Linked DNA regions of Mus musculus: region 2 is linked to region 1. A link is a contact called in public Micro-C data. All regions are on one chromosome and are shown on one strand. The core of a region is the stretch at or near the end of the contact, and the rest is flanking DNA. Distances in the headings are between cores, read along the strand shown. Region 1 overlaps Gm12610 (predicted gene 12610). Region 2 has its middle 160 kb from the start of Dmrta1.

Region 1 (3,568 bases), core at 587-3,086:
TCAGCACAGCTCCCCCATTTGCAAGTTTAGCAAGTTACTCGTTCAGCTTTTCCTTTTCATATTCACTAGTTGTGATGCCTAGCTGCTCAGTGATTTCTTGAATACGTTTTTCAATTTGAGTGTTGTCACCTTTTCCTTTCAAAATCAGGGTGCCATCTTTGTTAACAATGACCTATCCAACTTTTCCTACATCATGAGCTTGAACATCTTCAAGATTTATTCACTCCCTCTTCCCCAAAAGCCAAACCACCAGTAGCAATAGCCACATATTTTAAGCTGATTCTTTCTATTGTCCCCAAACCCCGGAGCTCTGACTGCTACAACCTGAAGACCAACTTTTACCATGTTCAAAACCATCGTGCTTAGAGCTTCTCCATCATCGTCTTCAACAATGATGACCAAAGGCTTCCAATGAGCATTGGCAGTTTTAAGAGCAGGCACAATGTAACCTGGAGACTAGAAATTTTCTTTTCACTCAACAGAACATAGGCATCTTTGGAATTTACAATTTTGACCTTTTGATATATTAATAAAATATGGGTAAATATATCCTCTATCAAGTTTCATTTCAGTAACTTCTAATTCATCATCCAGGGATTTTTTTCCATCCTTCCCTGTGACGACACCCTTTCTTCCAGCCTTTGTCATTGCATCAGAAATGATGTTGCCAATGCTTGTCTCCATTTGCAGAAATGGAAGGAACCTGACCAATTCCTTCAGGGGTTGTCCCAGGTTTAGATTGTTCTTTTAAGCTTAGCAATTACAGCATCGACAGCCACCATCACACCTCTCTGGGTCTCCACTGGATTAGCCTTTTTGCTGATCCTTTCAAAGGCCTTCTTGGCAGTAGAACATGCTAGAACAGTGGCAGTGGTGGTGCCATCCCCAGCCTCTTCCTTTGTGTTATTGGCAACATTTAGCTCTCATGCTTTTGTATTTCTCCTGTTAATCAGTTGACTTTGCAACAGTGACCTCCATCCTTGGTGACTTTGAGACTTCCCCAACTCTGTCCAATAATCACTGTTCTTCCCTTTGGCCCCATTGTAACAGCTAGCACATCTGCTAACAGGTCTACATTCTGAAGCGTTAAGGCTCGAACATCCACACCAAATTTTACATCTTTGGCATAGGATCCAGTGAGAGGAAGAGCCAGGCGCGCAGGACTCTGGTCTCATCTGGCAAAGGACTGTGGGTAATCGAAGCACTTCTGAGAGGCAGTGGTGGGAGCGCACATAGTGAGGCAGGCTTTCAGTTGCCAGTGAGGACTAAATTTGGTTTTTGTATGTTGGAAGTTGAACCTCATGCATGCCAAGCACATATAGAGCTCAGGCTTCACTGGTGTTATATATTATGACATTCTGCTCATTTATAATGTAGTCCACTTTAGTCTAAAACCTAGGGAAGTAGTCACAGAGTTTGAACAGCCCGTTAAAATGGCATTTAAGTAGACACAAAGTTAAGTATACCAGTACAGTGTTCCTTTGATGTGGGAATTAAAAATGGGGTGGGAGACTTCACCTGGAAAATGAAGACTAAGTTCTTGGTGCTATGAGAAAAGTAAAACAGGGAAGACAAAAATGGAAATTGCTCACCCATTTGCAAGTTACAGGAAGAGGCAGGTTACAGTTCATAGCATCTCTAATCTCAGGGTGATTGGTCTCAGAGAATGAACCACACAAATAGGAAAAAGCAAAACAAAACAACAACAACAACAAAAACCAGGGAGTGACTCAGCTCTAGCTCAGGTTGCTTCTGCGCCTGGCATGACCTCTGCTGTTGTCCTCGGACCTTGCTTCCCTCCTCCTCTGTCGTTGTGGAGAAACAGGAAGGAATGTTTATTAACAAGGCTGGCTGGGGCCACACCCAAAGCAATATCAGAGTTTTACCTCTCCTGGGCCTGGGAAGAGGTCCAAAGATCAAGGGCAGCTTCTGGTTTGTATGAGGCAAGAGCAAACTTAGAGAATATACTGCTTTTTTTTTTTTTGAGCCTTGACAGATGGTCTGCTGGGTGTGATCTCATCTATTCCTCCTGGCCATCCTGAGGCTTGTAACAGGTCACCAGAACCGTAATCCCCAAGGAGCTTTGCCCAAGATGATGGAAGAGCAATGGTTCACTCTCAGGGTTGTGTCTCCGTGGCAGATGTCTTTCACTGCGGGGTTAGCACCCCAGCTGGGATCCTCAGGTCCCTTATCAACAGCCTTTCCCATTTTATCTTCCAGTCCAATCTTGTACTCGTATCTTACGGGCTCCAGTAATGGGTCACACCTTATGTGCTTGAGAGGGGAGGGGAGAAGGTTGAGCAGAGAGGAAGTAAAGAGATAAGGGGACAGGAGACAGAGATACACAGAGACACAGAGACACACAGCGAGAAATAGAAACAGAGAGAGGGGAACAGAGAGAGACAAAGGCAGAGAGTCAAAGACAGAGAGAGACAGTGAGCAAAGGAGATTTCTTTTAAGATATTTTTAGTATGTTTCCTGCCTCACCGAGTAGGGAGGAGGGATACAATTTTTTTTTATTGCTCTGAAGGGTATAAACCATTCCAACGGGTGCCACCCTGTGTGAAAATTTCAGAGATGCCAATAAGCCACTTGAGACAGTAAGGCTCGTGCCTTTCTGTTCTCATTCCTTATCAGTCTCTGACTTGCAGAGGAGGAATGCTGGGGTGGGGGGGTGGTGGGGGGAAGAAAGAACTTCAAGGTTTTAAGAGGGTGGATTTGTGCCCCTGAAATAAATTGGTACAAGTCCTTGCTTAGGCTGTTTCTCCACCTTTCCTTCTTAATAGCTACACACGTCACAGTCAGACCCTTGTATCAGAACAGTGAAACTTGATCCCCTAAATCCAGGCATCCTAGGACATAGCAGTTCCACCTGTGTGGTCTGTGACCCAGCAGCAAGCAACTGTCCTTGAAATTAACCAGTATGGCCACCAGTCCTGTGCCTATTTTCATCACAGCAGCTGATTAATATAGAACTGCTTAAATGGGTCAGGGAATTCATGAAAATGATTTGTTTAAACAATTGTCACTTATTGGCACTTACCGAGACTATGGCTGCCTTCCAGAGGCAATCAGAGAAACCTGAGGACGTGCCAGCATTGGAGTGTAGCCACTGGGATAGTGAGAATTCTTATCCCAGCACCTTTCCACCTTCCCCACCCCACCCCACCCCCCGTGACATTTGGAAAGTTACCCAACATTTCTGTGCTTCAGCTCCCTCATTGAATATGGTATAATAATCGTGCTTACTTCATAAAGTCGTGAGGCCCCTAAGTCAATAATGCATCTTATTCTTTACGTGGCATATAGAAAGTGTCCATTCTGACCACAGTGAAGATAATGGACCTGTATCTTTAACATTTAACTATGGTTTTGCTTATCCAAGGTCAAGTATTCTAGTTTAATGGGGTTGTCCAAACACTGTAAAGGTCCCTGGATTTCAAGACTGCAGCTCTATTGCTCTCTCCTCTTTACGCCACTTCCTTTGAAGAGGCACGTATGTTCCAGTCCAGTGACTGAGAACTTGGTGGCGGTGAATACCCTGCTGACTTTACTCTCACGTGCCCTT
Region 2 (3,568 bases), core at 671-3,170, 80 kb after region 1:
TCCAGGCTCTCTGGCATGTTCAGAGCCATGTTCTAATTATAACAGAAAAAAATATGTATATATACATACATATATATTTTTAAAGAAAAATCTATACCTCCATGGTCATCAGTTTTATAATTATATGTACCTTATGAGCTTGTTGAAAACATTAAATTAACTAATGCTTATAGAACTCCTGGAAGGGATTAAGGGTATTTTAAAAGCTCAATGTTAAGTATTGTCTTATAAATAAGAGTTGACCTATAATTATCTGCTTATGTATGATTTATCTCTCTATATAAGGATTTATTCCTATATAAGCCTTCAGAAATATGGCTCCTTGATTATTTTCTTTATCACTTGCCTGGAAGGACACTATTTAACATTTATATTTTGAATCTGACCGTATGGCCCACTGTTTCTGTATGCCTCGCATGGAGAGACGTTAGTTAGAAAGAACCTCTCAATTGATCAGAGAGAAAATGACACGCCCCTAAAAGGCAGCCTGGGGCAGTGAAGTGAGTACGAAGAAGGTTGGTCTGAGTAGCTTGCAAACCAAAACCCTTTGTGGTCCCAAATAAGGATTGCTGTACTCCTGTGTTCCTCTCCCCAAGCAGCAGGTCTGGTCCATGGGAGGTTATTCCTGGTGTGTAGCTAGCCTCTGGCTGTCAGACACAAATATGTCTGAAATTAAGATCAAGGTCTGTGAGCCTTTGAGGGGAAAAATTGAACTCAACTCTGAAAATCCCCCTGGCCATCTGCAAAGGCCACCCTGCAATGAGTGCTGTTTTAACCAGGGTTTATCTTTACAGGTGTTAGGTAGAAGCCTAGACAGCCAGTCAGCCGCTGTGAGTCATCTGGCTGTGGTGAGATTAGAAATTCCTGGAACATGATAAAGAATCCGGAGTGGAGGCAGGAAAGATGAAGGGAAATGCCTTCTGCAGCTCCCGGTTCCCACCGGTTCCCACCATGTGACCTTATGGTCCATAACTTTTGGGTCGATTTGGGCAGTTACCTGCTTGCTTTCTCACCCCCACCCCTTTCCTCCTCCTATTCATTTTTAAATATTTAGTTATTTTATGTATACGTGCCTGAGTGTATGCATATGTTCAAGAGCCCATGGAGGACAGATGAGGTCCTTTGTTCTCCTGGAAGTAGAGTTACAGGTAGTGGTGATCTGCCATGTGGGTGCTGGAAACAGGACCCGGATCCTCTGCAGAGCAGTAAGCACGCAACAACTGAGCCATCTCTAGCACCTCTTCCTTTTCTTTCCCCTTTTATTGACTTTTCAAAGTCAAGAAATCCTATTTCCACTGAATATGTAAATATTCATATTTTAACCAGGAAAGCGCACTATGTGTGTAAAGGTGGTAGATTTAGATACCGTTGAGAAGAAATAGAGGAGGGAAAGATGGGGGGCGAGGGAGGGGAGAACTGGAAAAGACAAGCAGAGGAGCGTCCGGATGGATGAGAATCGGGATGGAGTTGGCGACTCTGACTGCGGACTCAGTAATATTACTGTCTTCTCGTGAAAAAACGAATGAACAGGCTTAGCCGAACAATGGCTTCTTATTTGCAAACGCCGTAAAGAAAACAAAAGCATAATAAAAAATAAATTAAAAACAAAAAACAAAAGCAGTTAGAACCCAATGCATATTCTCTGCGCATTTGAAGTTGCTGCGAGGCAGGGCGGCTTCAAATTGGCCTCTCTTGTTCCCGTTCAGCGTAGGAGGGTCTCCACCCCACCATCCGGCCTTTCCGTACTAAAAGCTGAGATCCGAAGTTTCGGATGCTGTTGCCGGGAACTTCTTTTCACTCAGAGAGCCGTGCTGAGTGCACGGGGTTTTGATCTGTCCCTCGGGGGGAACTCCTGAGTCCCGTGTCCCTGCGAGTTCGCCTCTGAAAGTGCCGAAGTGAGGATTAGTTTGGTGTTGAGGACACCTAGTGGCGGTTTGTTGGTTGTGTTCTTCAAACGGAAAGAAAATCGGCGAAGTTAGCAACCCCGGAGGCAACTTGTCTCTTTTTCCACAACACCTTCACAAAGCAACTAAAGTTTCCCAGAAGCTTCAAGATAAAACGGCGTGGTGGTAGAGTCAGCTAAATTCTCACTTCTGCCTTTTACTGCCGTTAGACCGAATTCTCTCGGCTTAATTCCTTGTAAGGAACACACTGTGCCACACAAGGAAAGCTCTAAGGGCTGCAGAGTGGCCACAACTGGGTCAACTAAACTGATAAGCTGAGAGTCATTTTGAGAGAGACTCAGACATAAGAACTCTATGGTAATAGAAAGAGTCTTTTTTCCCCCCTGCTTTATAATGATTGACTACGCTGTACATTGCTCTTATTGTTTTCTGGGACTACAAGGTGTTAGTAATAAATGTCTCTAAAATAAATGTATAAACAATAGTTGTCCATTGCTGAAAATTCAGCTAATGGAGAATACAAGTTATCATTTTTGAGAGGTTTTCATATTTTCCACCTTCCAGTAAAAATCGATTTTCAAAAATAGGCTGAGCCCAAGATTTAACCATAGGCTGTAGTTTTCTTTTCTTTTTCTTTTTTTTTTTTAACATTTTTTAAAAGATTTATTTATTTATTTATTATATGTAAGTACACTGTAGCTGTCCTCAGACACTCCAGTCAGATCTCGTTAAAGATGGTTGTGAGCCACCATGTGGTTGCTGGGATTTGAACTTCTGACCTTTGGAAGAGCAGTCAGGTGCTCTTACCCACTGAGCCATCTCACCAGCCCAGGTTATAGTTTTCTAACCCCTGGTTTGAGTTGGTAACTCTTTATGCCGGCTCTTTCAAATAAGAGAAAATTTAGTGTGATGCAATTCGTGTAAAAATAAATAAAATTTAAGGTTAATTCATTTCGTTTAAAATTCACTTTATGTAATCTAGAATGTAATTTTCTTAAACAATACTTTTATTTATTTTTTTAAATCAATTTATTCTTTCATATCCCAACCACAGTATTTTCCCTCTCTTCTCTCTTCCCAGTCTCTCCTCCCTCCCCAACCACTACTACTCAGTTTCCCTTCAGAAAATGGACGGGCTCTCTGGGATAGCAATTAACCGTGGCATATCAAGTTTCAGTAAGGCTAGGTACCTACCTCTCCTCCTATTAAGGGTGGACAAGGTGAACCAGTCGAAGGACAAGGGTCTCAAAGGCAGGCAAGAGCTTCAGAAACAGCCCCAACTTCCTCTGTTAGGAGTTCTACAAGAACACTAAGTTACATAACTATCATATATGCAGAGGTTAGACCCACGCAGGCTCCCTGACTGCCGCTTCAGTCTCAGTGAGCCCTTAGGAGTTCATTTGTTGATTCTGTGGGTTTTCTGGTGGTGTCCTTGACCTTTCTGGCTCCTACAATCTTTCCTCTTCTTCTTTTTCCTTTGGATTCACTGAGTCCCTTGTAATGCTTTGCTGTGGATCTCTGCATCTTTAAACCATATTTTTTTCCCTTGACAAGCTTATGTATGTACAGAATGTATCTTTTAAATAAGTTAGTTCTTTGACAATTACATAATCTATACAGTGCATTATGGTTACTCCAGCTCCCTTTTACAACCCCTCTCCCCC

What was found. Hi-C and Micro-C count contacts between places; a contact is called where the count stands out from the background.
Region 2: a Micro-C map of the G1E-ER4 cell line shows a contact between it and region 1, with 6 times the contacts expected there. The contact joins two enhancer-like sites. A contact is called at or near these places in 3 of 15 datasets of contacts at CTCF or cohesin (CD8 T cells and the NIH/3T3 cell line), 22 of 484 Hi-C or Micro-C datasets (the AML12 cell line, the C10 cell line, the G1E-ER4 cell line and 14 more) and 4 of 115 datasets of contacts at active chromatin or transcription factors (CD8 T cells, bone marrow-derived macrophages, neural progenitor cells and 1 more).

Annotation. Positions count from the first base shown.
Region 1 is chr4:89,443,440-89,447,007 of GRCm38.p6, forward strand. All of the region lies in intron 5 of Gm12610 (predicted gene 12610), which reads left to right. It also overlaps the pseudogene Gm12608. Among named protein-coding and RNA genes, the nearest start is that of Cdkn2b, 130 kb to the left of the region's middle. Within about 2 kb of position 1,837, at least 44 of the 459 cell types and tissues checked have an H3K27ac peak or open chromatin away from gene starts, as enhancers often do. A contact at or near this core is called in the G1E-ER4 cell line and pancreatic cancer cells, where this site is marked.
Region 2 is chr4:89,522,966-89,526,533 of GRCm38.p6, forward strand. No RefSeq gene overlaps it. Among named protein-coding and RNA genes, the nearest start is that of Dmrta1, 160 kb to the right of the region's middle. Within about 2 kb of position 1,921, at least 93 of the 459 cell types and tissues checked have an H3K27ac peak or open chromatin away from gene starts, as enhancers often do. A contact at or near this core is called in the G1E-ER4 cell line and pancreatic cancer cells, where this site is marked.